Linked DNA regions of Mus musculus: regions 1, 2, 3 and 4 are each linked to region 5. The links are chromatin contacts, called in public HiChIP or PLAC-seq and promoter capture Hi-C maps. All regions are on one chromosome and are shown on one strand. Each heading gives the region's core, a stretch centred on a gene start, on an enhancer-like site or on the middle of the called end of the contact. The rest is flanking DNA. Distances are from core to core; before and after follow the strand shown. Region 1 holds the start of Il18rap (interleukin 18 receptor accessory protein). Region 2 holds the start of Pdcl3 (phosducin-like 3). Region 3 holds the start of Npas2 (neuronal PAS domain protein 2). Region 4 holds the start of Rpl31 (ribosomal protein L31). Region 5 holds the start of Map4k4 (mitogen-activated protein kinase kinase kinase kinase 4).

The links. Promoter capture Hi-C pulls out the DNA fragments that hold promoters and counts their contacts. HiChIP or PLAC-seq counts read pairs in DNA pulled down with a chosen protein or histone mark.
Region 1: an H3K4me3 HiChIP or PLAC-seq map of bone marrow-derived macrophages shows a contact between it and region 5, with 6 times the contacts expected there. The contact joins the promoter of Il18rap here to the promoter of Map4k4 in region 5. A contact is called at or near these places in 4 of 39 promoter capture datasets (the HPC-7 cell line, HPC-7-derived erythroid cells, hippocampal neurons and 2 more) and 3 of 115 datasets of contacts at active chromatin or transcription factors (bone marrow-derived macrophages, effector CD8 T cells and memory CD8 T cells).
Region 2: a contact with region 5 is called in a promoter capture Hi-C map of pre-B cells. The contact joins the promoter of Pdcl3 here to the promoter of Map4k4 in region 5. A contact is called at or near these places in 1 of 39 promoter capture datasets (pre-B cells) and 2 of 9 other capture datasets (adipose tissue and liver).
Region 3: a contact with region 5 is called in a promoter capture Hi-C map of embryonic stem cells. The contact joins the promoter of Npas2 here to the promoter of Map4k4 in region 5. A contact is called at or near these places in 3 of 39 promoter capture datasets (embryonic stem cells and liver), 2 of 484 Hi-C or Micro-C datasets (both in embryonic stem cells) and 1 of 115 datasets of contacts at active chromatin or transcription factors (memory CD8 T cells).
Region 4: a contact with region 5 is called in a promoter capture Hi-C map of pre-B cells, with 3 times the contacts expected there. The contact joins the promoter of Rpl31 here to the promoter of Map4k4 in region 5. A contact is called at or near these places in 2 of 39 promoter capture datasets (pre-B cells and second pharyngeal arch cranial neural crest), 4 of 484 Hi-C or Micro-C datasets (embryonic stem cells and epidermal suprabasal cells), 1 of 115 datasets of contacts at active chromatin or transcription factors (memory CD8 T cells) and 2 of 9 other capture datasets (adipose tissue and liver).

Annotation. Positions count from the first base shown.
Region 1 is chr1:40,514,085-40,516,844 of GRCm38.p6, forward strand. Il18rap (interleukin 18 receptor accessory protein) reads left to right here and starts at 1,278. Exons shown (of 13, transcript NM_010553.4): 1 at 1,278-1,392; 2 at 1,616-1,691; 3 at 2,313-2,451.
Region 2 is chr1:38,986,411-38,989,246 of GRCm38.p6, forward strand. Pdcl3 (phosducin-like 3) reads left to right here and starts at 1,404. Exons shown (of 6, transcript NM_026850.4): 1 at 1,404-1,439. The coding sequence starts at 1,434.
Region 3 is chr1:39,192,871-39,195,570 of GRCm38.p6, forward strand. Npas2 (neuronal PAS domain protein 2) reads left to right here and starts at 1,402. Exons shown (of 21, transcript NM_008719.2): 1 at 1,402-1,872.
Region 4 is chr1:39,366,463-39,369,162 of GRCm38.p6, forward strand. It overlaps Rpl31 (ribosomal protein L31), which reads left to right and starts at 1,389. Exons shown (of 4, transcript NM_001252218.1): 1 at 1,389-1,793. The coding sequence starts at 1,687.
Region 5 is chr1:39,899,535-39,902,370 of GRCm38.p6, forward strand. Map4k4 (mitogen-activated protein kinase kinase kinase kinase 4) reads left to right here and starts at 1,379. Exons shown (of 32, transcript NM_001252200.1): 1 at 1,379-1,752; 2 at 1,975-2,040. The coding sequence starts at 1,696.

The sequences.
Region 1 (2,760 bases), core at 28-2,527, 610 kb after region 5:
TGCGAGTGGAGAATTTGTTGCGTAGTTTTCCATAGGGCGACCTAAGTTACCACACTACGTCTAGTTTGTGATGCTCTTTCCTATTTTTAAAAATTTCCACACACAGTTAGACTTGTTTCTACACTGTCTCCTCTTCTGTTCCACAGGTCAGCTCTCTCTATTCATGAGGGTGCTCCGCAATGATTTTACTTGTACCAAGTGTTAAAGCCTGAGTTTCCTGTGGTGACTAAGACCTTCATCTGATCCCAAATCTCCTGTGGTTCATGATGTCCTGCTTTTCTCTTCCAAAAACAGTTTATAAAGGACACATTAAGCTTCGAAGGAAAAGCTGTTGATGAATTCACTTCAGGAGACCACACTGGCAGTAACTTTGGGCTTAACTTTAAGGTCTATATTCAGATCTCTGAGGTTTGATAAGGACACTCCCAACGCCCAGGCACTCTGAATGTACCTCAGCCTGAATTAAACCATTATCATGAACAATGCCTGGTCTATCCGTTTCCCCTTCATCCTCAGTATTCCTCCTTTAATCCCATTTAGATTTTGGATTACTGGGCTGTCCCTGTCACACCCTGGGAGTCTAAGCTCATGTGCCCTCATGTGCTTTCCTCTGAACCTGCAATAGGTGGTAGGAAAACCTCAAATCCTTTTGGGATTTGAGCTAGTTCCACAATTAGCATGAATACATGATTTTATTTATTTATTTATCTATTTATTTATTGGCTTAGACCTGCCCTCAGTTGCTAACTCTTCTCTTAGATTTTCACCTTCACCTCAGGTCAACACTTACCTTGCCCCCACTCTGACATGAACTTGGGCTCTGCTTTTATTTTATGCTCTTCTCCAGCCTTGTGCTGAAACAATCCCCATGGTTTGCTGTGCCCCGCTGCTTCAGCTTGTCTTTATGGGGAGAATAGGCTCCGTTTAATTAAGAGGCTTTGGGACTAGTGTGGTCTCACGGTCCTCTAAATTGTTTTAATTACAGTGCAGTTCTTAATTAGGCATTCCACGGTGCACAAGCATAGCCTCCGAGCCTTTCAAAGCTACGGTTATATCACTCTCCTCATTGATAAATTATTGCTCTGTAAAAGTGATGCTGGAGAGAGAGAGTTCATCAGAAGAAAGCCTTTAGGTTTGAAATGAAAGGCAAGGTTGGCAGTGCTTGTTTTAGAAGAAGGGGGAGGAGGAAGAGGAGGAGGAGGAAGTAAAAAAGAACTCCCCTGTTGAGAAACCGTGTCGAATGTTAACATTTGGTACAGGAAATTCCTGTAAAGGAAGCAGGCTTACTCACCATTTCAACTAAACCTAACCACAACCCCTTTCTTGTCAAGGAGGCTGGCCAGAGGACAGCTTTGAATGCTTTATTTCAGGAGTTTTCTTCCGTGGATAAAGGTAGTTTACTTCATTTCTCCTTTGTTATGACTGGGCATTTTCCAACACCAGAGGTCCTTTACAAAATTCCAAGGTTGTCCTTTTCTGTCCAGGTATAACTTATTATTTCAAAACTGTATGGGTTGGATAGTCCTTAAATCTTCTTCAAGTAACTCTCTTGCTAAGAAAAAAAAATGTAGCAGAACCCTTTGAAAATGGGTGTTTTTCACACTTTTTTTTTCAGATGCACAAGCTGGCATTCACTGACATAAAGACTTGAATTTCTTTATTTGTTGTGTATGTAAGAGCAGGAAACAAAGGTAAGAGACCAGAATATTCTTTCCCTAGATTCCTTAACCCCTAATATATATTTTTAAAGGACTTAAAAAGTGAATTGCTAAAGAGTTGCTTTTTGTGGAATATTTTTAATCACAGGTGTGCTATTAGGCAGCAACATTTGTATCTCAGTGTCGGTTTTAACCTTAACTTGTATAAGTGACTAGTTACAAAGTAAACCTTTGTTTTAAACAGTGATTCTTACATTTTATTGAAAGGATTATAGAGGGATTCAATCAAATGCGGGTCAAATCTGAATGGCCACATTACTTGTCCATCTTTGGAGGCAAGCACTGAACAAGCTGCTATGGACCATGTGAGCATTATCAGTATTCTTTGACTACTGCAATTATTAGACTAGGCCATAGCATCTCTTTTTTATTTGTACTTTAAGGGTGTGCACAGGACTGAGAGGCTTCCTGGTGATTCATTCACAGCTTTCATTTTTCTCCTCCCAGCAAAAGCTTTGTTCTTTGAAAAACTTAGCTCATTATTACTCTAAAATATGGTCAAATTGGGTATCTTTTGAATAACTTCAGGCTAACTTTTTCTGCTTCTGAGAAAAAGAGAGAATTTTTAAATAAAAGCCTTCTGGAAAATTTTAGGAAAGAGACCTTGCAGATCTTCAGATCATCTCACCGGCCTCCGACCTCCTTCTGTAGAGAAGGCGAATAGTGGTGGCAAGATGAGAAACTTTGAAACCCTCTTCCTCCAGATATGATTCTCCCTTCTACTACTGAACAGGTATGTGGTCATTGTTTCATAACGGGCACCGTTGCTATGAGTGATGCAACATTTGGTTTTCTACTGGGACAATAAGAATGACAGCACACATGTTTTACAGAATGACAAACTTGAGTTTTACATTTGCTGGTATCTGTCAGTCATTTTTACTCCCATATGCAGAATTGGCAGCCATGTTGGTTTAAGTTGGCCAGTGCTCAACAAGTACGATGCTCTACTCTTGGATGATCTCTTTGGAATTCCTGATGCATTTGGGTAATGGTAGAATGAGATTGTGTAGTCTTTTAAAAACAGACATTGGGAGGCAAG
Region 2 (2,836 bases), core at 154-2,653, 910 kb before region 5:
ATCTCCAATTAAAGGCTCAGCTGAACAGTTTGTTTCTCGTGTGTATTCAGTTAAAGACTTTATCCATGTTGTAGTCAATGTAATAAAACCAAAAGTCAAGACAATGAGTTAACAGGGGATTGTTCTGAAGCACACCTGCTGTAAAAAGCAACTGGGAACATTATTTCCAATACACCAGGATACATCTTTCAGTGGATCCACCTGGAGCAAGGAAAGGGCAAACCACACCTGCTTTACTGCTGTGCGGTGGAGAGAAGCCTGTGATCAAAGTCCCTCAAGTTAAACTATCTCACAAACTGATTTTGGAAGTGAAAACTGGGAAAATTCATTCACAACACTAGGCAAATTAATTAACACTTTAAAAGGTCTGTCTGTAATCTGGTTGGAATGTGTTGGGTTAAATTAAATCCATGCTCCTTGTTTTTTTCAGGGAATAGTGTAATTTTTTTTCTATATTAGTGATTATTCCCCAGAAATTATCAGTTCCGAGTCCTCAGCTGCAGGGATTTAAGTTGTCTGGAAATAACACCTTAGTGTAACTGTAGTTTTTGTTTGTTTTTATAGACAGAGGTTCACTCTCTAGCCCTGGCTGGGTCTCCTGAGTATTGGAATTATAGATGTGAACTACCACACCTAGACACCTGCAGTTTTGAAAGCTCCTTGGTAATTCCAAAGTGTACCCACGGTGTGTGCTTGAGCAGAGGCAGCAAGGTAGTCCAGGGCTGTGGAAGGCCTTTTAACTCCCGTGCTCTCAGTTCCAGCTCCGAATGCTGTGGATCGCCCTGGAGCCTGTGCTTTTGCTCAGGGTCACACGAGTCTGGTATTAACCAGAGAAAATGATTCTCACTGTGGCCTTTTCCTTTTGTGAGGGTGAAGGGGCGTGGAGCCCAGGCGTTCCCCACTCCACCGGTTTCTCAAATCTGATGCTGTAACCGCAGAGGTTAGACTATGCTCTAAACAAACCCAGTGAGCTCAGTAAACAAACCCAATAAGCAATTCATCCCATTCAACAGAGAAGGTGTGTGACCTCCAGGTGACCCGGGTCACTTTTAATCCTAGCATCGGGTCACTGTCAGGCAATTCTGCTTCCGACAGGCTCCGATTGGCGGCCCGGGAAGTCGCAGAACCTATGCTTACCTCGGGTCAGCCCCAAACAACCAGCCACTTTCCCTAACAAGGTAGCGCCTGGACATGGCCCGAATGACGTCACCCTATAGTCCCACCCACCGGAGGCACGGCCTGTCATTCCAACGCTCTCAGCCTTCGCCCGGGTTCCTGAGGACCAGGCGCAGACTCCAGTCTTCACTTCCTCCTTGGCTCCGCCCTTTTCGTGCCTGGGGGCGGGGAGAAGACCGGAGGGGGCGGTGCCGCGCGTGCGCGGAGAGGAGCGGAGGGGCTGGGGCAGAGGGCTGGTTTGAGTGACTGAAGGCAAGATGCAGGTGAGTGTGGCGAGCTCGGGACCCCAAGTCTGCGGTCGTTTGGCTTGGTGGGCTCGCGCCAGACCCGGAGCCGGGTCTACATGGATTAGTTACAGAACTCGGCGGACTGCGGGGAGGCCCGGCGCAGGCGCACTGCGAGAGGGCGGGTGCGGTCCCTCCGGCCTCCTGGGCTGGGCACTCCTGCTCCGGTGCGTCCTGCCCCGCAAATCTCTGTCCTTTGGTAGGCACCGGACTTTGGGCTCGTTCTCCTCCAGGCCTGATGAAGGCCCCGACCCTCCTGCCATCTAGAGCTGACTCTAGATGGTCCGTTGGGAGTGCTTTCTGGTTTCCAGATCTGAACTCTAGGCCTCACGACTATTGTTAATTTCTAATATGAAGAAAGGTGGAACTCCTTAGCAATTTTTTTTCCTTTTTTGAGCTGGAATTAGACAAAAGCCCAAAGAAAGTGTGTTAGAGAACCGCATCGGAATAGCCTTAGAAGAGCAAAAGTATGCGTCAGCCACTTTGTCGCCAACCTTCTATGTGGCTGTGTTTAAGGATTCTGAAGAGTCTGGATGGAGGGTAGATGGACCGTGTAGTTGTGGGCTCCGGCTTAAGAGACAGACCTTGGGGACTGGAGGGGGTGGTCATCTACACATTCAGCAAGCCGGCCACACCTACACCTGGGAGGCAAGAACAGGCTCAAGTAAAGGGATATACCTAGTATTTTGTGCTTACTAAACATTAGCCGTCAGGAGTGACTCTGGAGCAGGCCAGGCGTCTGCTATTCTCAGATTTATCCTTTAGACTCTAAAGCTTAGGGAAGTCTGTGGGTCTAGCCACAGTCTTCCTCTTCCCCAAGTCTACTGCAGGCTCTCAGGACAGACAGATGGTCAGTCAGCATGTCACAGCGTTTTTGCATTTTCAGGTCCCTCTGCCTGGAATGTAACTTCCTTTGGTCTCCAGGTTCCTCTCGTTGGGGAAGAGTTCTCAGGACTCAGATAAACCTTCTTTAATTAGTGCGTAGCTCTGACCTGTTGTTTAGAGAGGCCCAGCTTCAAGCAGACACCTTTCATGGTTTATGTAGGGTTAGCCAGTCGTCTCCTGGTGTTTTGGGGTTTTGTTTGTTTGTTTGTTTTTTCTGAAGCTGAAATGCGCAGGTTTCTGGTTAAGACAGTGTTTGCTGTATCGTTGCGTAGCTCTGACCTGTTGTTTAGAGAGGCCCAGCTTCAAGCAGACACCTTTCATGGTTTATGTAGGGTTAGCCAGTCGTCTCCTGGTGTTTTGGGGTTTTGTTTGTTTGTTTGTTTTTTCTGAAGCTGAAATGCGCAGGTTTCTGGTTAAGACAGTGTTTGCTGTATCGTTGGCGGTCACTTCTCAAGGAAGGGGAACTGGTGGATGTTCACCCCTTTGAGAAA
Region 3 (2,700 bases), core at 152-2,651, 710 kb before region 5:
AAAGGAGAGAGGGCAGTGGGGGCGGGGAGGGAGAGGCCCGGCGCTGCTCCTAGGGCGCCTCCTGGCCGCAGCCCCCGACCTGTGGCCCTGGGGTTACAAGGGGACATTTAGCGGGTTCTTGCCGATCCTTGACCCATTTTCCTGACCAGTTAAGCTCGCCCTGGAGGAGGCACCGAGCGTTCCTCCCTAGCAACCGCTGCTATATTCCACGAACAGCGTTCACTCTCACATCCCAGGACCCTTCTTCTCACCTGGTGTTCCCTCACCCACCCACGTCCCCAGTAACCTGAGTCACGGAAGCGCAGAGGCCTGCCCTTAGAGGTCGGCGTGGGCGAGGGGGACAAGACAATCACATTCTAGCAAACACCCCCACCCCGTGACAGCACAGTGGCAGTGGGCACTGAGATGATTCCCATTTACCCGGGGCACGGATTCTTTGCTACCCCCCTAGTGACAACTTTAGCAGGACCCTGGCCGGCAGCTCCTCAAATGTCAAGCTCGCCTCCCCTCTTCCAGGTTCCGCACTAAGCACAGTCTCCCCCTTCCACCGCGCCCAGTCCGGACCAGACTGGCCGGACCCCCACGTCGATACCCCCACACCCCCCTCCCCAAGCAGCCCCGCAGGACTCGCAGAGGCCCTGGGGGCGCACCGGTGTCTGCCCCGCCGAGAGTCGCCGGGGGGTCGCAGGGTCCGCGTCCCTGCGGCACGCGCTGAGTGCGCGGCTCACACTGGGTTTGGACCGTAGGGGGGTGGGGGGAGCGGGTAGCCGCCGGAGCCTGGAGGCTTAAGAGGAAGAGGAGGAGGAGGAGGAGGAAGGGGAGCGGGAGGAGGAGGAGAAAGAGAAGAGGGAGGAGGAGGAGGCGGCAGCGGGGCGGGGAGGTGGCGGCGGTCCCCAGCTCTACGCGCCCAAGAGTTTGCGGCGCGAGCGGCGGGCTTTTCCGCAGGACCCGAGGGACCCGCGCAGCGGCCGCGGAGCCCCGAGACCCCGGCGGCAGCGGCGAGAGCAGCGCCTCCCGCCGCCGCCCGGGAGAAGCTCCCCGAGCCCGCCTGCCGCCCCGGCTCCCCGCGGCGGCGGGAGGCGCGTCTCCCCGGCCCAGTCGGTGCCCGGCCTGGCGGGGCCGCCCCGGCCCGCTCGGAGGTAAGAGGCCACCGCGCTTGGGGACGCACGATCTCGGGTGGGAATACGTGCGCGTGGCTCGCGGCTCTGGTCACCTGCTCGCTAGCGCTGGGGACGCGCGGGGCAGGGAGGGACGCTCGGGCGCGACACCGCGCGAGGCTGCGCAGCGCAGGCACCCGGGGGTTGGGGCGCGGGGAGGTGAGTCCTGCGCACTCCGGGTCCTGCCGCCCTGGGCTTCGGGTCCTGCCAACCGCTGCAGCCAGACAGACGGTGGGCTCCCGGAGCTGCTCGCCAAGAGAGAGGACTAGGCACCCCAAACATCGGGATTCGGGGGTCCTCCGAGGGTGCTAGAGGGGTACTGCGTGCCCGGACAGAAGCTTTCAAGATTGCCCGCTGCCCTTCCAGAGCCCCACCGCAGGCATCCCGAAGCGTAGGGAGCCCGGGACGCCTGGAGAGTGTGGTTGCCTGGCCGGGCCCTTGTGTCACTACGTTCCTGGGTCTGACTTGGCTTAGGGCTGGACTGAAAGCCCAGTCTTTGTGCTTAGACAGCTCTGCGCTCCTGGGACTCCCCGGGTTGGATGCTACAACATTGTTTTAGTGGGAGGTGTGCCCCCTCCCCAAGTAGAGGAGGGGTGCGACCTTGACTTTTCTAAAAAGCCACTTAGGGTGGGAAGCAGGGGGCAGGGACAGGTACCAAGAGGCTCAATTCAAAGCCAGCCTCCCCCCTCTGCCCGCCTCTCCTTAACTGCTTAAGGTAAGAAAGTTTGTTTTCGGCTCTGTGGTTCATAAATAATTAGTAACCAGTTTTGTTGACAAGGCAAGATGGAAACCTTAAGCATACACGCGCATTTCCACCGACTCTAGAATCTCCTAAGGTTAAATCCGGGAGTCTTTAGTTCGTAAAGTTGTAGGCTGTAGCGTTCAACAGGTGTTGCAAGGGTCCTAGAGGCCCCAGCTTAGGGTTTTTTTTTCTCTATCCATTGCGTTAGGATCCGCCCCTAGTTCGCGGTTAGCTTGCTTCTTTACAGGTGAATATTGAGTCGTTATTAACTGCGTCGGCGGAGACAGCTAGTCTGTCTCAATCACTAGAACTCTATTATCCTTAATAGGGTTTTCTTTTATAGGAGGGATTTCCCATTTGGACTTTCCAGGTAGTTAGTCCTGAAGCAGTTCCTGGCAGGACTCAGCTCTGTCAACACCTTCCTGTCTCTCTCTTCACAGAGAAGTCCCCATCCAGCGAACTGGCCAACTAATTATGGCTTGCATGAAAAACGGCCAGCCCTGGAAGGCACCCTTCAGACTCAAGAGCAAATACTGGCTTGATCTTCCTTCCTGCTGCTAAAATTTCTCTGAAGGAAAACGTTGCCAGAAATAACCTCCAATCTCTTTTTAAATAGCCCCTAAATAAATATAATCCTGTTTTTAAAAGAGATATTGCGATCTGGGCCACTATTTTACAAAGCAAATTTTTCGTTACTGACAGATATGAACCAGTTGAGGTACTGGTGTTTCCCAGCAGTCTACTCTTTTGCCATTTCCCCTCAGAAACCCGTACCTCTATTTATTTGGAGGTCATCCCGCT
Region 4 (2,700 bases), core at 139-2,638, 530 kb before region 5:
AGATAAATAGCCTTGCTTTTCTGTAGAAAAGCTCATTAGAAATGAGGCAGGGGAATTTTTTTTCCTTTTTGATTTTTTAGCTTAATCATGTGTGGACGGATATGTCTAGTTTATTGACTCCTTAAATTATTCATGTTTTACTTTTAGTATGAAGTCAGGAACTCACAGCCTTTTATAAACTCAGCTTTTCTAATTAACCATTATTTATTAACCATAACTAATTATCATTTCTTGCTCAAGTCAGCACACTCTGACTAGTGGGCTCCTCTGTCTTCTTGCTAAAGATCCCAAATTCACATTTTCATATTCTCTTTATAGCCCTTCCTCCCTCTCCCTCCCTCAGTCTCTACTCTCCCCTTCCCTCTCTCCTCCCCTTACTCTTGGATCTAGTCTCATTGTGTAGCCAAGACTGGCCTCTGTGTAGTCCGTCCTTAATTTGGCATCCTCTTGCTCTGCCTCCTGAATGCATCGCTCCAGACTTCCTTTTAAATTATTTTTGAGTGGCTCTGCTTGGGAGATTGCGTTGCAATTTTCTGAGCTCAACCCCAGTACCAATCAGCACTCCCATAGAACCCCTTCTGGTTTGGATTCTCTAAGAACTAGAACCGAGCCTGTCTGCTCCTTTCCTCCTAGCCCCACTGAGAAGTCATCAGATATTGTCAAGCGTGTTTAGCCCACTACAGTCAAGGATATCTCGAACTCCTGATCACCTAACTCAACCCACAAAGTTCTGGGATCACAGGTGTGCACCACCACACGTGGCTGTGGACACTATTTTCTTAAGAGAGAGAGAGCAGTTGCCTGTCCACCCCAAGTCTGACCTTTGGGGAATCCAAAGGCCCCAGCATCCCTTAGCCAAAGGAGGCAGAGACATAGGTTCCTTGTAAGATCGTGGAGTTTCTGCCTGCCTGTCTTCTTGCCTGTGAGATCCTGAAACTTGCTCATTGCTGAAACTCCAATAGACAGGCTATTCGGACATGTTTAGATTCGGAGATCTATTTTCTACGGACGTGCCTGGCATTTCCGTGGGCATTTTCGACTTGGAAAATAAATTCTTTTGTTGTCGTCTCGGTCATTCCGGGGACCTTCCGCCAAGCACAGTATCTAATAGATTAAACAAACGTAGAGTGAGTGAGCGAGTGCACCCGAAAAACTGGAGTATCTTCCCTCCCGGCCGGGCGTTCCGAATCCGGGTTCGGGTTGGGATTTAAATCCCATCCCGCACCTCCACTGCTCAAGGCAGATTGCAAGAAGACTGACAAGATCGACCCCGCCCTGGGCCCGCCCTGGGTCCGCCCCATGCCGCTCGCTCCGCCCCTGACGCGCGCTGTATTTACGCCCCAGCCTAACTCCTAACTTCCCTCGCCACACCTCTTCCTCCTCGCCTCCCCGTGACCCGGAAGTTGTACGGCTACGCGACTTTCCCTCCCACAAACCCTCGCGCCCTTCCTTTCCTACTTGGGCCCGGCAGAGTGAGTATGGCTGCGGGGTCGCGGCTCTGAAATCCGGCGCCATCCGCGCCCGGCGCGGGACGGGCAGGCTCGGTGGGGTTTGTCCCGCGCCGCGCGGAGGCTCTGCGGTCCGGGGCGGTGGGAGGACGGCCTGCGGGGTACGGGTGCACCTTAGCTCGGGCTTGGGCTTTCCCACTACCTGCTTAGAGCCTCCCTCCCTGTCGCCTGCGTCTAGATGGCTCCCGCAAAGAAGGGTGGCGAGAAGAAGAAGGGCCGTTCTGCCATCAACGAGGTGGTGACCCGAGAATACACCATCAACATTCACAAGCGCATCCATGGAGTGTGAGTACCGGGCGGGCGGTGTGGCCCGCGACCCCCTTCGGGCTCCGGCCGGGCTGGGCTGTCACCCGCGAGCCTTGCTTACAGACTGGGTGCTCTAGAGGGCAAGCGGGTTTATTCCGGTGTGGTTGTGTGTACGTGGAAGGTGTGCGGGGTTTGGCTTGCACGGCAACCGGCTAGGAAATGGAGACTGGAGGCTGTGATGGAGTTTGAGGGAGCGGTTAGACTTGGGGAAGGTTGGTGGTGCTAAAACGTGAGTTCTGGTAATCCGGACGTGTAAAAGGAAAGTCAGTGACTTGTACGCTGCAGGAAAGTGGCCGGTTACTACCTCAAGTGCGAAATACGATTTTTTTTTTCGTCGTCCGATTATACAGATTTGTGCAAATTCGGGGCAAGTTGTAGTAAAGTGGCGGTTACAGAGAGTGATTGCGGTCCTTATTTGTACACGACCTATCTGCATTTGCGTTCCAGCCCTAGAGCTTGAGTTCTTGGACTTGATGGTTTAGTATTTTCGGAGAGATTTTGCCGGGTTGAAATGTGTGTCTGCACCTAGTGGGTTGCCCCAAGGTCTTTGCCCGGTATGAATACTGCTGGTGGTCGGCCACGTTCCTTCCTCTATGGTTGGGCATATTAAGCACTATGAAGCACTATTTAGGCCTGTGACAAAGTGAAAGTAGGCCACAAGTTAAAGGTGGTGTGGGTGTTGCCCAGTATGTGGAAGGAAGAGTCGCTCTCAGGTGAAAGGTACTCTTTAAAAGCAGCCTTGAATAGAGCATTGTAGAAGCGAGTCGTACCCCCCCCCCAGGCCTTTTGTATTTTGTTGATAAGGCCCTATGTGAGAATCTCTAGCCTCCTTCATTCTTTGGTAATTTCTTGGTCCCCATTGTGGTGTAAACCAAGCCTCTGCTTT
Region 5 (2,836 bases), core at 129-2,628:
GAAATGGGCTGCACACATCACTGTATTATCAATAAATAATAACAAAGCCAAACCAGACAAGCGCTAACAAATTCACCAACATTTTTGTTCCTGTGCGTTTCCTAAGGAACAGATATTGGGAGTTCCGAATATAATTTCACTCTACAATGGAGTCTCATGTCAAACATCTTAGAACGTAACCCAAGCAGAAGAGCGCTGGACATTCTCTGGGGGCAGCGACTTGAACTCTGGGTATAGGCCGAAGTGGAGAGTATGCTCGCTCCTCTCTAGGCTAGGGTCTTTAGGGTTTGAGTACAACAATTGCAGTATTGGGGGTTTTCTACTCCGAGGCTATAAGGTGTGTACTGCTTAAATCAGAACAGTGTGGAGTGTGTGGGGAGGGAGGTGCAGAACGTTATTGACAACTAGATGCCCATGAAACAGTGGATTTTGGGGGGCGCCATGTAACACCAAGCTTAGCTTCATCTCTTAACTTATCAGGCCCATTCTAGGCCTTCTACATGTGGGAGTCAAGCAATTTTACAGCGATCTTGTACCTGGCCATTCTGGGATACTGTTGAGAACACCCGCTGTGAGGTAACAGGGAGTCACTAAACATGTTTTTGGCTGGTCCTGGGACGTGATAAAGAGGGACAGTAGTTGAACTGCCTAGCTGACTTGCTGTGGCATGCTGGAAGAAGCCTGTTTGGTGACCCGTGGTGATCTCCATCCAGGTACTGTCAGGGTTTTAGATCCCGAGCAGAGGGCTCGCCCGTCCGCCCTCCCTCCCATGGGCCAAACTGGCTCGGGGAACACAGCAGCGAGCAATCACAGCGACTGTTTTGGATTCTCCCGGACGGTCAAGTGATGCTCAGCGAATCCTCCAGCAGCAACCAAGCCACAAACTGAGACAGGAAAGGAGAAAGGAGAGGAACACCCCTTGGGGGGTAAAAAGGAAACGAGGGTCTACGGGACCGACCGGCCGTAGGCGGCGGAGGGGTCCGAGGCCCGACCCCGGCGCGTCCTGGCACACCCTCTCCCGGGCGAGCGGCGCGGGTGGGGTGTCCACGGGGCCGCCGGGGCGCTCCGAGTCTTTCATTCATTGTTAGCGGAGGCTGGGGTGTTCCGCCGCGCCCCGCACTTCCTCCGGGAAGGCCCCGAGGGCTCCCGGCCCCACCCCGGGCCGGGCCACCATCCGCGGAGGGCCGGCCGCCCGGCCATTGTTCGAGCCCCACCCCTGCTGAATATTCACGCGGGCGGGCGGCGAGCGAGCGAGGGCGAGGGCCGGGTTCCGCCCGCTCTCCCGGCGGAGGGGGCGGGGGAGTCGCTCGCCCCTCCTCAGCGGCGCCGGTCGGTGCCCCGCGTCCCCGCCCCCGCCCCCGCCTCCCGCGGCATCTTTGTCTCGCGGCCTCGCGCTCGCTCGCTCGCCGCGCTCTCCGGCCCCAGCTCCGGGCCGCTCGTGCAGGCGCGCGCGCGCGGGGCGCCGGGGCCTGAGGCGGCGGGCGACGCCCGGGGGGCGGGTGGGGGCCGAGGGAGGACCGCCAAGCCATGGTGTGAGCTCCGCGGCCAGCGCTCTCCGCGCCGCGCTCCGCTCCGACCGGACGACAAGCCGCCCGGGCGGCGGCGGCCTGCCCGTGCGGCCCGAGCCCCGGCGCCGCCGAGCCCCTGCCCGTCTCTCGCTCTCTCGCCCGCTCCCGGAGCGGCGACCCGGGGAAGATGGCGAACGACTCTCCCGCGAAGAGCCTGGTGGACATTGACCTGTCGTCCCTGCGGGTGAGTGCGGCCGCGCCCTGCGCGCCGCGGTGGACACGGACACCCGCGGGCGCGGCGGCCCCTTTGTCTGCCGGGCGAGCGGGCGGGCGGGTGCCACGGCGCTCCCGGGGACCCGGCGGGGCGAGCCTTTGTCACCGCCCTGCATCCCTCCCTCCGCCCTCTCGCCCTCCTCGGTTGGGGTCCCTCTTTTGAGTTGATAACCTCCCCCTCCTCTCTCTCCAGGACCCTGCTGGGATTTTTGAGCTGGTGGAAGTGGTTGGAAATGGCACCTATGGACAAGTCTATAAGGTCGGTGTGGGGCGCCTTTGTTCCCCGTGGCGTGGAGAAACTTCTTAGGGGACGAGGGAAAGGGTGACGAAACGCTGCTGACTGCAGGCCGTGCCGCCTGGCCAAAGTTGGGAAAGGGGGTTTCGCCTGGCTTTTCTTTTTTTTTCTTTTTCTTTTTTGTTTTTTTGCCTGTGTTCAGACTGGCCTTAAAAGACCTCATTTCCTGGCTTTGAGATAAAGGAAATAAGCTACACTGTTAGGCATGCACTTGGCTTTAGCAAAATAGAAAAGGAATTTTGTGTTCGAGGGTGACCACAGGGTCTCCCCCCAAACCCCCTTTCCTCCAAATCTGGCCTTCATGCGTTTGCGTTTGTCCGTGAATTAAAATTCGGTGTAGACAGGCCTTGCCTATGACTCCACTCAGCCACTGCCTTGGTATTCTTGAGACATGTCATCGTGCTTCTGCCTTCGGAGTGCTTGCCGTAGGCTCCAACTTGGGGAGGCTAGCGTTACCTGGTACTGATTTTAAAGCTTGGCCAGCATACCCTGTTCTAGTGGACAGTATCTTGGGGAAGCGGGCGGGGGAGTGTGCTTTTGGGCCACGGGAACAGGAGGAATTACAGTGTGGGGATTATAAAATGTGAATTCCAGGAATAACCTTTGTGACAGCTGTGTAATTGAGATGGCTGGGAGGAGAGAGAGCAAGGAGTAGAGAGGATGCCAGACTTCACACCCGCCACCCCTGGTCGTTCTCTCTCTTTAAATTTATCCTCCTCCCTGGGCTGCAGATGAAGCTGAGGAATCTGTTGGCCTGTGT